Linked DNA regions of Sus scrofa: region 2 is linked to region 1. Evidence: chromatin contacts called from public HiChIP or PLAC-seq data. All regions are on one chromosome and are shown on one strand. The core of a region is the stretch at or near the end of the contact, and the rest is flanking DNA. Distances in the headings are between cores, read along the strand shown.

The links. HiChIP or PLAC-seq counts read pairs in DNA pulled down with a chosen protein or histone mark.
Region 2: an H3K27ac HiChIP or PLAC-seq map of alveolar macrophages shows a contact between it and region 1, with 13 times the contacts expected there. The contact joins two enhancer-like sites. A contact is called at or near these places in 1 of 5 promoter capture datasets (liver), 13 of 47 Hi-C or Micro-C datasets (alveolar macrophages, embryonic fibroblasts, fetal liver and 6 more) and 2 of 2 datasets of contacts at active chromatin or transcription factors (alveolar macrophages and skeletal muscle).

Annotation. Positions count from the first base shown.
Region 1 is chr1:252,849,835-252,857,067 of Sscrofa11.1, reverse strand. The region is part of intron 12 of SUSD1 (sushi domain-containing protein 1); the gene reads left to right. Among named protein-coding and RNA genes, the nearest start is that of SUSD1, 100 kb to the left of the region's middle. Within about 2 kb of position 3,102, at least 37 of the 83 cell types and tissues checked have an H3K27ac peak or open chromatin away from gene starts, as enhancers often do. A contact at or near this core is called in alveolar macrophages, fetal liver and retroperitoneal adipose tissue, where this site is marked.
Region 2 is chr1:252,746,475-252,753,707 of Sscrofa11.1, reverse strand. No RefSeq gene overlaps it. Among named protein-coding and RNA genes, the nearest start is that of UGCG, 98 kb to the right of the region's middle. Within about 2 kb of position 3,672, at least 10 of the 83 cell types and tissues checked have an H3K27ac peak or open chromatin away from gene starts, as enhancers often do. A contact at or near this core is called in alveolar macrophages, fetal liver and retroperitoneal adipose tissue, where this site is marked.

The sequences.
Region 1 (7,233 bases), core at 1,853-4,352:
GTCTCGTGGCTATAAACATTCCCTATATGCCGAGCATTCCCATACATGTATCCTAGTCCCAATCTATCCTTTGAGCTCCATTCTCATATATCCACCTGTCTCCTAAACATATCCTACTGAACATCTAATAGGCAAACCCCATAGAACTTTTTGATTTCTCACCTCTTCCCTCACCCCCGAATCCATTTTCCACCCAGGTTTCTCTATCTCAGTTACTGGCATCCCTGTTCACCAATTGCTCAGACCCAAAAGGAATCGTCATTGATTCTACTCCTCCCACCCGATTCTGAAAGTCCATCAACAAGCCCTGTTGGCTCGTTTCTGAAATAACATTCTGAATCCAACCCCTTCTCCCCACTTTCGCCTTTACCACGAGCAACCTAATGTGAGCTGGCCACCTCTCACCTTTCTAACTCTTCTCCCCGCTTTCACCATTGCTTTTCCCACCCCCTCCACTGCCCTAAGTTGTAATCTTCACTATAACTTTAAGAAGATAATGCAAAGTGATCTTTTCAAAATGTGTGTACGAACATGTCATCCCCAGTTCAAAACCATCCAGGGAGTTTGTGTTAGTGTTTGAATAGAATCCACATTCCTTACCATGGAACATGGAACTTGGAGACTGGGCCCTGCTTTCCTCGCTGACTTCATTTCCCTCTGCCCCCGCCGACCTTCTCACTAAGCAACTTCCTTCCTCGCTGTTTCTCAAATGGGTCAAACTTGTTCTTGCATCCAAGTCTTTCCATCTGCTGCTTACTCTTCCTGGACACTCTCTTCACATGGTTTCTTTATAATCACTCAGGTTTCTTCTCACATGCCATTACCTGGAGAGCCTCTCCCTGCTCATCCTTTTAAAAATAACCTCGCCATCTCCACCCCCTCACTTACTGTCCATTTACTTTGCTTGACTTTCTCTCTATTTTTTTGGTGTTTTAGGGCCACACCTGTGGCATATGGAAGTTCCCAGGCTAGAAGTCAAATTGGAGCCTGTGCCACAGCCAGAGCAATGCAGGATCCGAGTCGTGTCTGTGACCTACAACACAGCTCATGGCAACGCTGGACCCCCCAACCCACTGAGCAAGGCCAGGGATCGAACCCACAACCTCGTGGATACTAGTCAGATTTGTTTCTGCTGCGCCACAACAAGAACTTCCTTTACTCTGCTTGACTTTCTTTATAGAAGTTGTTTCCAGAATTTGTATTTTATTTTATTTTTTTATTTAGTTATTTTTGGCTGTGCCCTTGGCAGGTGAGAATTCCCCGGCCAGAGATTGAACTCATGCCACAGCAGTGACCCGGGTCACAGCAGTGGCAATGCCAGATCCTTAATCACTAGGTCCCTAGGGAACTTGTAGAAGTTGTAGTTTATTTTATTTTTTTCACTTTTAAAAGTTTTATTGAAGTGTAGTTGATTTATAATGCAGTGCAAATTTCTGCTGTATAACAAAGTGATTCAATTATAGACATATCCTTTCTTTTTCAGAGTCTTGTCCGATACAGGTTGTCACAGAATATTGGGTAGGGTTCCTTATGCTAAACAGCAGATTCCTATTCAAAATAAAAGTTGAAATTCCTGTTTTCTCTCTATCACCAATTCTTTTTTTTTTTTCCTTTTTTGGTCTTTCTAGGTCTGTACCTGCAACATATGGAGGTTCCCAGGCTAGGGGTCAAATTGGAGCTGCAGCTGCTGGCCTACACCACAGCCACAGCAATGCCAGATCCCAGCCACACCTGCAATCTACATCACAGCTCATGGCAACGCTGGATTCTTAACCTACTGAGCCAGGCCAGGGATGGAACCCACAGCTTCATGGATACTAGTCAGATTCATTATCACTGAGCCACAACAGGAACTCCTTAGAAGTTGTATTTTAAAATTTACTTTTTTTGGAGTTCCCCTCGTGGAGCAGCAGAAACAAATCTGACTAGGAACCATGACATTGTGGGTTCGATCCCTGGACTTGCTTAGTATGTTGAGGATCTGGCATTGCCGTGAGCTGTGGTCATAGACTTGACTCAGATCTGTTGTTGCTGTGGCTGTGGTGTAGGCCAACAGCTGAGGCTCTGATTGGACCCCCAGGCTTGGAACCTCCATATGCCTTTGGTGCAGCCCTAAAAGGAGACAAAAGACAAAAAAAATAAAATAAAATAAAATTTACTTTTAAATTTTCTTTTCCCTTACTAAAATAGGAGCTCTTTGAAGGCAGGGATTTTTGTCTGTATTCCATGTTGAACCTCTAACACCTAAGGACACTGCTAGCACAGCAAAGAAATCTTTTTGTAATGAATGAATATGAGGGCTGACTCTAAAATGGCCAGTGGATGGTATTGGTATTGAGGAAATCCCTGGTTTGTTAATAAAGACCTTAGACCATAAAGAATTCACCAGCTTTGGATCTGGGAAGAGAAGTAATGGGCTTTTCTTCTCACGGTGACCTATTAAAATGAATAGCTGTTCAGTATCCTCCTCTTTGGTCCTTCTCATGTTTGGATAGCTTGCATTGCTGGCTCACGTTAGCATTTGATATTTTTTGAGCTGGGGAGAGGGAGTGATGAGACACTTATGTCTGCCTGCCTTTGTAGGCTAAATAAAGCTCTGCAGCCCAAGCACCCTGTGCCTGTGCTCATGGCCACCAGGGGGCACTGTTGAGCTGTTTGCATTCATTGAGACCTTGACTGCCTCTTTTTCAAATCTGCCCTACCTTAAAGAATTTGCAGTTTTTAAAAAGTGTGCAAATAGGGCGTTCCCATCGTGGCGCAGCGGAAAAGAATCTGACTAGGAACCATGAGGTTTCGGGTTTGATCCCTGGCCTTGCTCAGTGGGTTGGGGATCCAGCGTTGCCATGATAAGTCTTAGATGTGGCTCCGATCTCCCTTGCTGTGGCAGCTACAGCTCTGATTAGACCCATAGTCTGGGAACCTCCATACGCCCCAGGTTCTGCCCTAAAAAGAAAAAAAAAAAGTGAAAATTCAACTTGTTAAGATCTTAGTAAAAGGTAGACAACCAAACAAAACAAGAACAGCGCCCAAGCCCTCTCAAATAAAAGAGCCTTATATATTGATATGAGGAGGTATGCCTAGCTGCCTAAGATGTGGCTTTGTTTTCAGTCAAACGGTGAGCTTTTGAATTTTACCAGAAATGTGAGGCAAGGGATTTGGACCTGGAATCTGCAGTGGCTGATTTTCCAGAAAAAGTGTGAATGGAATTTCCCTCCTGAGTGTCTTACATTCAACTAAATCTTACTGATGGGAAACAGGATGCAAACGAGCACTTTAAATATATTGCTGACCTCAGAGGAGAGTGAAAGTTTTTGGAATGTTGAAGGACAGAGGCAAGTGTTGCCGTGAAAACGGAAGAGGGTGCTGGCGCGAAGGGTGGTGAGATGGAGATGTTATTACCGTGCTTCTGACTCAGGGCTCATGTGCTCCCGAAGGCAGTGCACTGATGGGAATTCTTCAGAATAGCCCTACCAGTTGGACTGTCTTTAGGTCCAGGGGAAGAACAAACAAACCCAAAGGGTCAGAAGCACTGTCGTACACTGGTCATGCTCTCTTCTAGCAAAGTCAAAAAGCCTGTAGGCAAAATTTTCTTCTCATTGAAACTGGGAGAGAAGCAGAGAGGAGGAAATGGGGTGGGGGCGGGTGAGGGCGGGGAGAAGGCACATGCCTGCATGAAGGTAAAGATTAACCACTTTCAGAGTTCCCATCGTGGTGCAGTGGAAACAAATCCGACTAGGACCATGAGGTGGTGTGTTCGATCCCTGGCCTCGCTCAGTGGGTTAAGGATCCGGCGTTGCTGTGACTGTGCTGCAGGCTGGCAGCAACAGCTCTGAATGGACCCCTAGCCTGGAAACCTCCAAAAAAACTTAACCACTTGTTCTGCACAACAGGGTGATTATTTGAGGTTGAAGGTTTCTTCTGGTACCAAGGATGCTGGAGGGAAAAAGGGAAATCAATAAAGTGAAGGAAATCATTCCTTCCCCAGTCTGTCTTCAGTGCCAGGGCTGGCAGCATAGGTGGGAATTTTCCCATTTCAGGAAGGACCGGGACAGGACCAGGTTTCTTGAGTTCTTCTGCTGTGGACCTCTCTTCCACAGACCATCCGAGGACAGGGCTCTGCTGTGTCCTCAGTGAAAATCCTGTCTCCAATGTTTTCCTGCTGGTCCCCCTGGCTCCCAGCAGGCAGAAGCTGTCCCAGAGGTCCGGAGAGGGGCTGGCCTTCATCCCAGCTGCTTCCCTCTTGGTCCAGATGCTCTCAATCTTTCACGGACACAGGTTCTTTGACATTTGAGGACCTAATATTAGTTCAGGCTAGGAGAGAGCCACACGTCCTTCCATCCTACACAGGCTGCCTCTCTCTCTCGTCCCCTGAAATCTCCCAGCTACTTTCCGGCTTCAAATCAAGCCCCAACCCCTCCAGGAAGGGGAGCAGGTGTTGGGGCAGGGGAGCAGATGTCTCCCTGCCCCTCTCATTGAAAGCATCCCACTGCAGGGTGCACTGAGACAAGGTGGTACACCACAGGGCTGCGGTGTTATTTTCTTATATTAATGTTACCTTTTTTTTTTTTTGTTAAAACAAAATATGAATGGGAAAGTTTCTTTATATCAGATGCCTAAAAGCCTGGGTTTCCATGTTGTAGGAGTTGGGGAAGGGTATGCTGTGACTTCACAATTTAATTCAGCAAATATCTATTGATGGGTTATGTACAGAGATGGGTGCTCAGGGCTGAAGGGGAGATAAAGATAAAAAAAAGTCTGGTTCCTCCTCCCTGGGAGGCCAAGTCTCATCACCTTGATAGTGGAGATGTAGCTACCCTTGCCTTACCTGGTGACTTATGGCGTAAGCCCCATTTTCTCTATTGCTATCATTTCCTTCCTTCTTTTCTCTCTCTCTCTCTCTTTCTTTCTTTCCTTCTTTCTTTCTTCCTTCCTTCCTTCCTTCCTTTCTTCCTTCTTTCTCTTTTGTCTTTTTAGGGCTATACCCACAGCATATGGAAGTTCCCACCCTAGGGGGCAGCTGTAGCTGCCAGCCTACACCACAGCCACAGCAACTCAAGATCCGAGTGGTGTCTGCGACCTACGCTAAAGTTCATGGCAATGCTGGATCCCTGACCCACTGAGCAAGGCCAGGGATTGAACCTGCATCCTCCTGAATTCTAGTCGGCTTCGTTAACATCTGAGCCACAACAGGAACTCCTCCACTGGCATCATTTTCAATTTATCCTGCCTTAAATGGGGGTGGGGGAGGCATGGTCTATCTGGGGAGGTGCCCGAGATTAGAAAAGAACCATTAGGGTGTCTTTATTTTTATGTATTTAATCGTGTTAGGCCCTTGCATTTACTTGAAGGTCATAGCATGAGGTCATGGCCTCTGTTTAGATTTGGTTTCAATACAATTCTCTTCTACTTGTGGTCCTTTTTGTTCATTTTAATGGGTTTTAGAGGAATTTTTAACACATTTGAGCTTCTGTTACCTCCTTCTCATCAATTTTAATAGTTTGGCTACATTAATGGATATGAATCTTTTTGATAGACATAATACACACACCCCTGAGGTTATCTACTATTTAATTTTCTTTTCAATATTCCTTTTTTTTTCTTCTTTTTTTTTTCTTTGTTTTTGGCCACCCCAAGGCATATGGAGTTCCTGGGCCAGGGATCAGATCCAAGCCACGGTCATGACTCAAGCCACAGTTGTGACCCGAGCTGAAACTGTAGCAATGCAGGATCCTTGACCCACTGTGCCAGGCTGGTGATCGAACCTACATCCCTGTGCTCCCGAGATGCTGCTGGGTCCACTATACCACAGCAGGAATTCCTCGATATTCTTTTTGACATTTAGACATTTTAGGTTTTCATGTAATCAATTCTATTGATTCTTTTATGGCCTCTGCCCCTGGTCATGCCAAGAAAAGCCTTCCCCAGACTGAAAGCAGATCAGTTCTTATTATTTTCAGTATTTAATATCAATTCTCTGTTATTTTCTAATGCTTAATGGTTTAGCTTTTCTCATTTAAGCTTAGGCCCATTTGGAATTTGTTTAGATGCCTGGAATGAGGCTAAATTTACGTGGTATCCCCCTCCCCCAGGATAAAGCCAGTTTCCCCATCACCTTTGGAAAGACGGTCCGTGTCACACACTGTATTCTCATTTATTCACTTGATCTCTTTCTTGATTGTCCAGCTTCTACCATTGCTTTGCCTCTCCTGTGCGCGTACCTGCCTTTTTCAGTTGTTGTCAGTTTATAATACATTTAATATTTTGCAGAACAAGTTCCACTTCATTGCTTTCTTCTTTACTCTTCACAGTTTTCTCGGATGGTAGCCTCCATAATTCCCTTTGTCCCTTGCTTCTAGCAGAGAATGGATGTTGTTGACTTCTAGGGATGGTGAAGAGTGTCTGCCTTCTGAATCTCCCCTCATCTCACACGCTCAGGGTGAAAGGACAATATTCTCCAGCCCGGAACCAGCCCATTTCTTGCCTTGAGTCTGATTTGTAATGAGTAATGCGGCGAATGGAGAGAGGAGCAGAGCCGCCAAGGACAGCAGTTTGGGTGACAGCACCTTGGAAAACATGGCTGACGTTAAGATCATTTAACCTCACAAATGTGGCCAAGAATCAGCCTGATGCGAGGTTCAGGCTTTTACCTTAGAGAGAAAAGGCAGGCTCTTTCTTTGACTTGATGTATTTATTTAATTTATTATTATTATTTTTTTGCCTTTTAGGGCTGCACCTGACTGAGGCCTATGGAGGTTCCCAGGCTAGGGGTCCAATCGGAGCTACGGCTGCCCGCCTACACCACAGCCACAGCAATGCGGGATCTGAGCTGCATCTGCGAGCTGCTCCCCAGCTCACGGCAACACCACCAGATCCTTAACCCACTGAGGCCAGGGATTGAACCCGCAACCTCATGGTTTCCTAGTCAGGTTCGTTTCTGCTGTGCCGTGACGGGAACTCCTATTTTATTTTTTTAAATTAAGTTTTCTGGAAGTATAGTTATTTTACAAGATTGTGATCATTTCTGGTGTACAACACAGTGATTCAGTTACACGTAGACACGCATCCATTCTCTCTCAGATTCTTTTCCCACACAGATGATCACAGAATACTGGGTAGAGGTCTCTGTGCTCCTCAGCAGGTCCCCGCTGGCCAGTCATTCCGGACACCTCAGTGTGCATATGCCAACCCCAAACCCCCCTCCCCTCACCTGTCCCCTTCGGTAAGCGTACTTTT
Region 2 (7,233 bases), core at 2,423-4,922, 100 kb after region 1:
TTTTTGTCTTTTGTTGTTGTTGTTGTTGTTGCTATTTCTTGGGCCGCTCCCACGGCATATGGAGGTTCCCAGGCTAGGGGTTGAATCGGAGCTGTAGCCACCGGCCTACGCCAGAGCCACAGCAACGCGGGATCCGAGCCGCGTCTGCAACCTACACCACAGCTCACGGCAACGCCGGATCGTTAACCCACTGAGCAAGGGCAGGGACCGAACCCGCAACCTCATGGTTCCTAGTTGGATTCGTTAACCACTGCGCCACGACGGGAACTCCTAAGGTAATAAAACAAGTTTCCTTTTCTTCTTCTTCTTCTTCTTCTTCTTCTTCTTTTGGCTATGTAGGGCTGCACCCTTGGCATATGAAAGTTCCCAGGCTAGGGGTTGCATCGGCATTTCAGCTGCCAGCCTACACCACAGTTCATGGCAATGCCAGATCCTTAACCCACTGACTGAAGGCAGGGATCAAACCCATGTCCTCATGGATTCTAGTCAGGTTCATTACTACTGAGCCACAACGGGAACTCCAAAACAAGTTTCTTAAACCTTCTTGCCCAGGCTTTCGTTGCTGCGAGTTGGCTTTCGATAGAAGGGCTCCCATTTTCTAGCCTGGTTTTAGATGGTGGCCAGACTTACAGGTCCTCCCTCAGGCATGAACAGAGTGTGGGCACCCCCACCCTCCCGCCAGCCCCTGCAGCCCAGCTTTCTGGTCTACCCTCACGCAGTCTCCTCATGACCCTCCAACTCACCAGCTCCACTGTACTTCTCCATTTTGCCACGAGAAAGTGAATTATTCTCTCTGAATACAGCCTCCTACATCCTCTAGGATTAAATCTTAAATATATGCATAGCCAAGATAGTTCAGCAACTACAGTTCACGGCATCAATCGAGTGCCTATGGTGTGTCAGACACTCCCTAAGCCCTCCTCGAGGAGCAAGCCGCTTCACCCTAACAGCGCCCCAGCACCAGATTCCATTGCTTCTGGGACAGAAATTCTTTTTCATCTCCTAACATCTCTAAAATCCAATGCATCTTACAATACATGGAGCATTTGGTTTAACTGACAGTGCTTGTTCTTTCTCAGTGGTACATAAAACGATGCTGTATTTTATCTTCAGGGTGCCTTAGATTTGATTCAAATAGCTCCACGTGCTAGGCTGGGAACCACTAAATTAGAGAAGCTCTGATATTTCCTTGTGGGATTCTTTCGTGTTTTAAGGCCTCCGCAGTAAGAAACATGGACTCTAATACTGTGTCCCTGCTTTGCTCTTCCTGTGAAGAACCCTGGATTTTCCTTTGGGGAAGGACAAAACTCTCTAGTAAACCTCATTTTGCTGTCAACCACTACCTTAACCCACTTGAGCAAGGCCAGGGATCGAACCTGCAACCTCATGGTTCCTACTCAGATTCGTTTCCTCTGTGCCACGACAGGAACCCCAAGAGGAGAAGATTCTTAAGGAGAATTTGTCTCTAAGTTCCGTGGACTGTTCTTTTGGCAATCTTGCTTTTTTAAAGTATGTGTGGTTTTTTTTTTTTTTGCATATTAAAAAATAGTATTTTCTGTTATGGTCTATCCCAGGAGATTGAATATACTTCCCTATGCTCTACAGTAGGACCTCATTGCTTATCCATTCTCAATATAATCATTTGCATCTACTAACCCCAAACTCCAGTCCATCCCACTTCTCCCCCCTGGCAACCATGAGTCTGTTTTCTATGTCCATATGTCTGTTTTGGGATAAGTTGTTCCATATTTTAGATTCCACATATAAATGATATCATATAGTGTTTGTCTTTCTCCTTCTGACTTAATTCACTTAGTATGATCATCTCTAGGTGCATAGTATGGCTTTTTAAAAGTGGAAGTATAATTAATTTACAGTATTGTGTTAGTTTCAAGTGTAGAGCAAAGTGATTCAGTTTTTATATACATATATGTAAATACATATTCTTTTTCAGATTCTTTTTCATTATAGGTTGTTATAAGATATTGCGTATAGTTCCCTGTGCTATATAGTAGGTCCCTGTTTACGTATTTTATTTTATTTTTGTCTTTTTCTTTGTCTTTTTTAGGGCTGCACCTGCAGCATATGGAAGTTCCCAGGCTAGGGGTTGAATGGGAGCTGTAGCCACCGGCCTACGCCAGAGCCACAGCAACTCAGGATCCGAGCCACGTCTGCAACCTACACCACAGCTCATGGCAAAGCCGGATTCTCAACCCACTGAGCAAGGCCAGGGATCGAATCTGAAACCTCATGGTTCCTAGTCGGATTTGATTCCGCTGCACCGCAACAGGAACTCCTGTTTAGCTATTTTATATATAGTAGTGTGTATACGTTGCTTCTGAACTTCTAATTTATCTCTCTCTCCCCTCCTCCCTCCACTATTCCCTTTGGTAACCATAAGTTTGTTTTCTATCTTTTCACAGTCTTACATTTATTATTTATTGCTTTTTAGGGCTGCACTCGAAACACATGGAAGTTCCAGGGTTAGGGGTAGACCTGGAGCTATAGCTGCTGGCCTATGTCACAGCCACAGCAACCGATGACCCAAGCCGTGTCTGTGACTTAACACCACAGCTCACAGCGATGCCAGATCCAGAACCCACTGGTGAGGCCAGGGATCGGGATCGAACCCACGTCCTCATGTTTACTAGTCAGGTTTGTTACCACTGAGCCACTACGGGAACTCCGACAGTCTTACTTTTAAAGACTCTCCCCCAACATCATCTTGAAATCCCTCCTAATACAGAAGAGAAGCAAGTTAAAGATCGGGTTTGTTTTAAAAAATACTTTTAGCATGTGGACTCTGCTTCTTTGAATGTGACTTCATACCTCCTTGGTTTGACATCCCTAAGTGTTGGCTGTGTTTTCCCAGAACTCCTGTCATGGGGCTATGAGGCAGAATGAAGCTTTGCAGGGCTCCAAGCAATACAGGCAGAAAAAGTGAAAGGAAAGTCAAGAGTGAGGACAACACCCACGAGACTGTCAGGCGCTCCGTCCTCAAATGACTGGTATCACCCGCTTCCCAACACGCGGGTGAATGGGAGCATCTCATAGACCCTTCACGTTCCTCTTACTGGGAGCTGAGCCCACAGGACCCGTCTTGGGAAGGGAATAGAGAGAGTCTAAAATTACCTCTCGTGTGAACACAGGGAGCCTTGGCTGGACCTTGGATGTCTCTTCGGGCTTCTGAGCTCTGTGGTGGTCCCTTGGTGTTTTGAGGGGTTCTGGCTTATGGTCTGGGCGGGCAGCTGAGCTATGAGCCTTGTTTCTTTTTTTATAGGATCTAGCAGCCCAGAGAAATGAAGCCTGAGAAAGGAATTTCTGCGGGAGGGGAAGGTGCATTTGAGGATTTTAGTGGAGTGGGTGCTTTTCTTTTGTTTTGTGAGCTGTGTAGTGTAGCGGTTAAATCATCAACCTTGGAATCTGTCGTCCTGGGCTCAGAGCCTGGTTCCTGCGTAGCTTTGTGACCTTGGGCAAGTTATTTCATCTCTCTGCACCTATTTCCTTATCTACAAAATAGGAGAATAATAATGCCACTCTCGACAGGTGGATGTGAATATTAAATTACTAATATATGTAAAATACACAAAACAGCGCATACAAACACCAAAAAAAAAAGTTTGCTGTCATTATCCATGCCTCAGCTGTAGTTGCATCACTGCCACTAGAGGGCACTGTTAGCCATAGGGGGCAGGAGGGTTCTCCGTTAAGAGTGGGCACACAGGATCCAGGGGACTGAAGAGCCCAGAGCCGGAATAGCCCCTACTCGTTCCCTCGTTTGAGTAAGAAGGATTTGTAATTGTTGGCGATGCTACCAACCATAAGCCAGTAAAAGGGCAGCGTGCATCCAGACCACAGAAAGACCTCGACATGCAGAGGTGTCACGGCAAGCATGAGCTGGAGCTTGGCAAAATAAGGATTCCAGGGCCAAGATAACTATTAAACCTTGGCTTTAGAGAGCATAGATATGCCTTTATCCCAGGCCATGATTTCCGGAGCCAGCAGAGAAAGGGAGTCCGCGGGAAGGTCCTGCGGCATCAGTGTGAGGAAGGAGCGACCTAATGCTTGAATCCGGAACAAGGGTGGCCAGCGAGCCAAGAAGAGCCTAAACATCTAGTTCGTGGGGTCAAGTGGAGAATTGGAATGAGATAGGAAGCTGGGGTCTGAAGGTGAGACCAGAGCAATGAGGTCCAGGAGGAATGTTCAGGAAGGAGCATTTATAAGAGGCCAGCATCCTGAGCCCTGGGTAGGAGGTGAGTGCGGGGGGGGGGGGGGGGGGGGGGGGGGGGCGCTTGGGGGTCCCTCCTCCCCCTGAGTGTGACCCATGGTGGGTGCCTGTGGATTAGGGGGCCCACATCAACTGCTTCTCTCTGGGGCAAGCTCTTCTGCAGCCTGAAAAGGCCTGGACCGGTGCTACTTCTCACCACATCACTCAACGCATCCTTTGCAGAAATCTATCTCACTCACACCTGATTGCTCTAGAGGCTTCGTGGTTTCCACTGCCCCTGGATCCCACCCCAATGAGAGTTCATTCATGTCCCTCTCTTGGACTGACGTGTCCCCACCCTGGCTTTCTTGCATCCTGAGTTCCCGGGGTCTTTGCGGCCTCCTCTGTGTGTGTGTGTGAGTGTGAAGGAGGGAGATGTGACGCGAGCCAGCACCAGAACCGGGCCTGAAGTGGAACATTCTGCTCACCAAGGGGTGGGACCCTGAGCGAACAGATGTTATTTATAGAAACAAAGAAATGTGCTGTTTCTTACATCTGGGTGTCCTACACCCCCATCAGCTACACTGTTTTCAAAAAAACTGCCCATGTTCAGAAGGGGCTACTTTGTGGGCTAATTCGCAAGGCTCTGCTAGAAGGTTCCCACAGCCTCCCCCCACCCCCCACCAAGTAGCTGCCCCCCCCACCTCATGCGTGTGTGGAATTTTGGTCATTAACATTATTCCTATGGGGGGGTGGTTCCTTAGAAAGAGGAAAACTTTACCACCCTAACCTGGAGTGCACAGCAGCCTCCAAAGAGCTGGGTCCAGAGCAGCCCCATTGCTCTTTGTGGCTTCTTCCCTGTGTTTGGTGAAACAGCTACACAGAGGCCAGTTTTCCTGAATATTTTCTCAACCACCACTCAAGCCATGTGTGCCCTTCAAGGGTCCCTGCTTCCCCTGCTGGCCTGGAATCTCCTGTCCTCACAGAAGCTGCTCCTCACCCCTGTGGATCCATCCCAACAGAGGCAATGCAGGCACAGAGGGTCCCACAGCTGGCTGGTGCTTCCTGGCCCATCTCTCCATACAAGGGATGGAGGGTTGGACACATTTCCCAAGTTCCCTCTTCGTTTTTTCTTGGATAGCCCACCCCCTTTTCAAGAAGTGGAATTGGGAGTTGCCTATTGGAAGCTTCCTTCCAATAGTTTTCTCTCCATCTAAAGGCTCAGGGCAGAAATCTCAGTATCATTTCTTTCTTTCTTTCTTTTTATTTTTTTTTTTTTTTGTTTCCTTTTATCTTTTTAGAGCCACACCCTCGGCATATGGATGTTCCCAGACTAGGAGTCAAATGGGAGGTGAAGCTGACGGTCTACGCCACAGCCACAGCAGTGCCAGATCCGAGCTGCCTCTGTGACCGACACCACAGCTCACGACAACGCTGGATCCTTAACCCACTGAACGAGGCCGGCGATCCAACCTGGATCCTCATGGATACTAGTGAGGTTCTTAACGTGCTGGGTAACAACGGGAACCCCTCCGCATCATTTCTGACTCCTCCCTTCGCCTCATCCTCCACATCCAGTCCATCGGCAAGGCCTGTCCATTCGATCTTCATCAGGCATCTCAAACCACAGTGGACATACTTCACTTTTGTTACCAGAGAAAAATAAAAGTGTGTATGTGTGTGTCGGTGCATATGCACAAATGTGGGCATGCGCACAGGGTGTAGTTGTGTTGACAGTTTTTCTATTTAAAAAGGCCAGAGAGGAGTTCCCGTCGTGGCTCAGTGAAACGAATCTGACTAGCATCCATGAGGACGCAGGTTCGATCCCTGGCCTCACTCAGTGGGTTAAGGATCCGGCGTTGCCATGAGCTGTTGGTCACAGACGCAGCTTGGATCCCAAGTCACTGTGGCTGTGGTGGAGGCCAGCAGACGCAGCTTCGATTGGACTCCTAGCCTGGGAATCTCCACATGCCGCACTTGCAGACATAAAAGGACAAAAGAAAAAAAAAAAAAAGGCTAGAGAATGGAGGGAGTGGAGGTTATGGGTTTGATGGGGTGAGGACAAGAGTTTAGGTCTCAAAGTATGAAAAGAAGATGAAAAAAACCTGAGTTTTAAAATACACTATGTTTTGTAACACAAATGAATTTATAAAACAGAAATGACTCACATAGAAAACAAATTTATGATCACCAAAGGAGAAGTGGTGGGGGAGGGATAAATTAGGAGTATGGGATGAACAGATACACATTGCTACATATAAAACAAAGACCCTGGGTTTACTCTACAGCACAGAGAATTATATTCGATATTCTGCAGTGATCTATAATGGAAAAGTATCAGAACAAGAATATATATATATTAAAAACTATGTGCGTGTGTATGCATATATATCTGAATTGCTTTGCATACACCTGAAACTAACACAACATTGTAAATCAACTATATTTCAATTTTTTTTTTTTTTGTCTTTTTGCCTTTTCTAGGGCCACTCCCGTGGCATATGGGGATTCCCAGGCTAGGGGTTGAATCGGAGCTGTAGCCACCCGCCTACGCCACAGCCACAGCAACGCGGGATCTGTGCTGCATCTGTGACCTATACCACAACTCAGGGCAACGCCGGATCCTTAACCCACTGAGCAAGGTCAGGGATGGAACCTGCAACCTCATGGTTCCTAGTCAGATTCGTTAACCACTGCGCCATAACAGGAACTCCAATCATACTTCAATTTTTAAAAAAATTTTAAAAATTCAACAAAAGGATTTCCCTTGTGGCACAGTAGGTAGGTTAAGGATCTGACGCTGTCACTGCAGCAGCTTGGGTCACTGCTGTGGCGTGGGTTTGATCTGTGGCCCAGGAAGTTTCTCATGCCTCAGATGCAGTAAAAAATTTAAATAAATAAAAATAAAAAATCGATAATGAAATTAAAATTAAAAAAAATATTTAAAACATACACCGATTTTCCACTCCTACTCTGCCACAAGAAAAAAACTCCTGTGAATTGGCATGTGTCATCTGAGTGTGTAC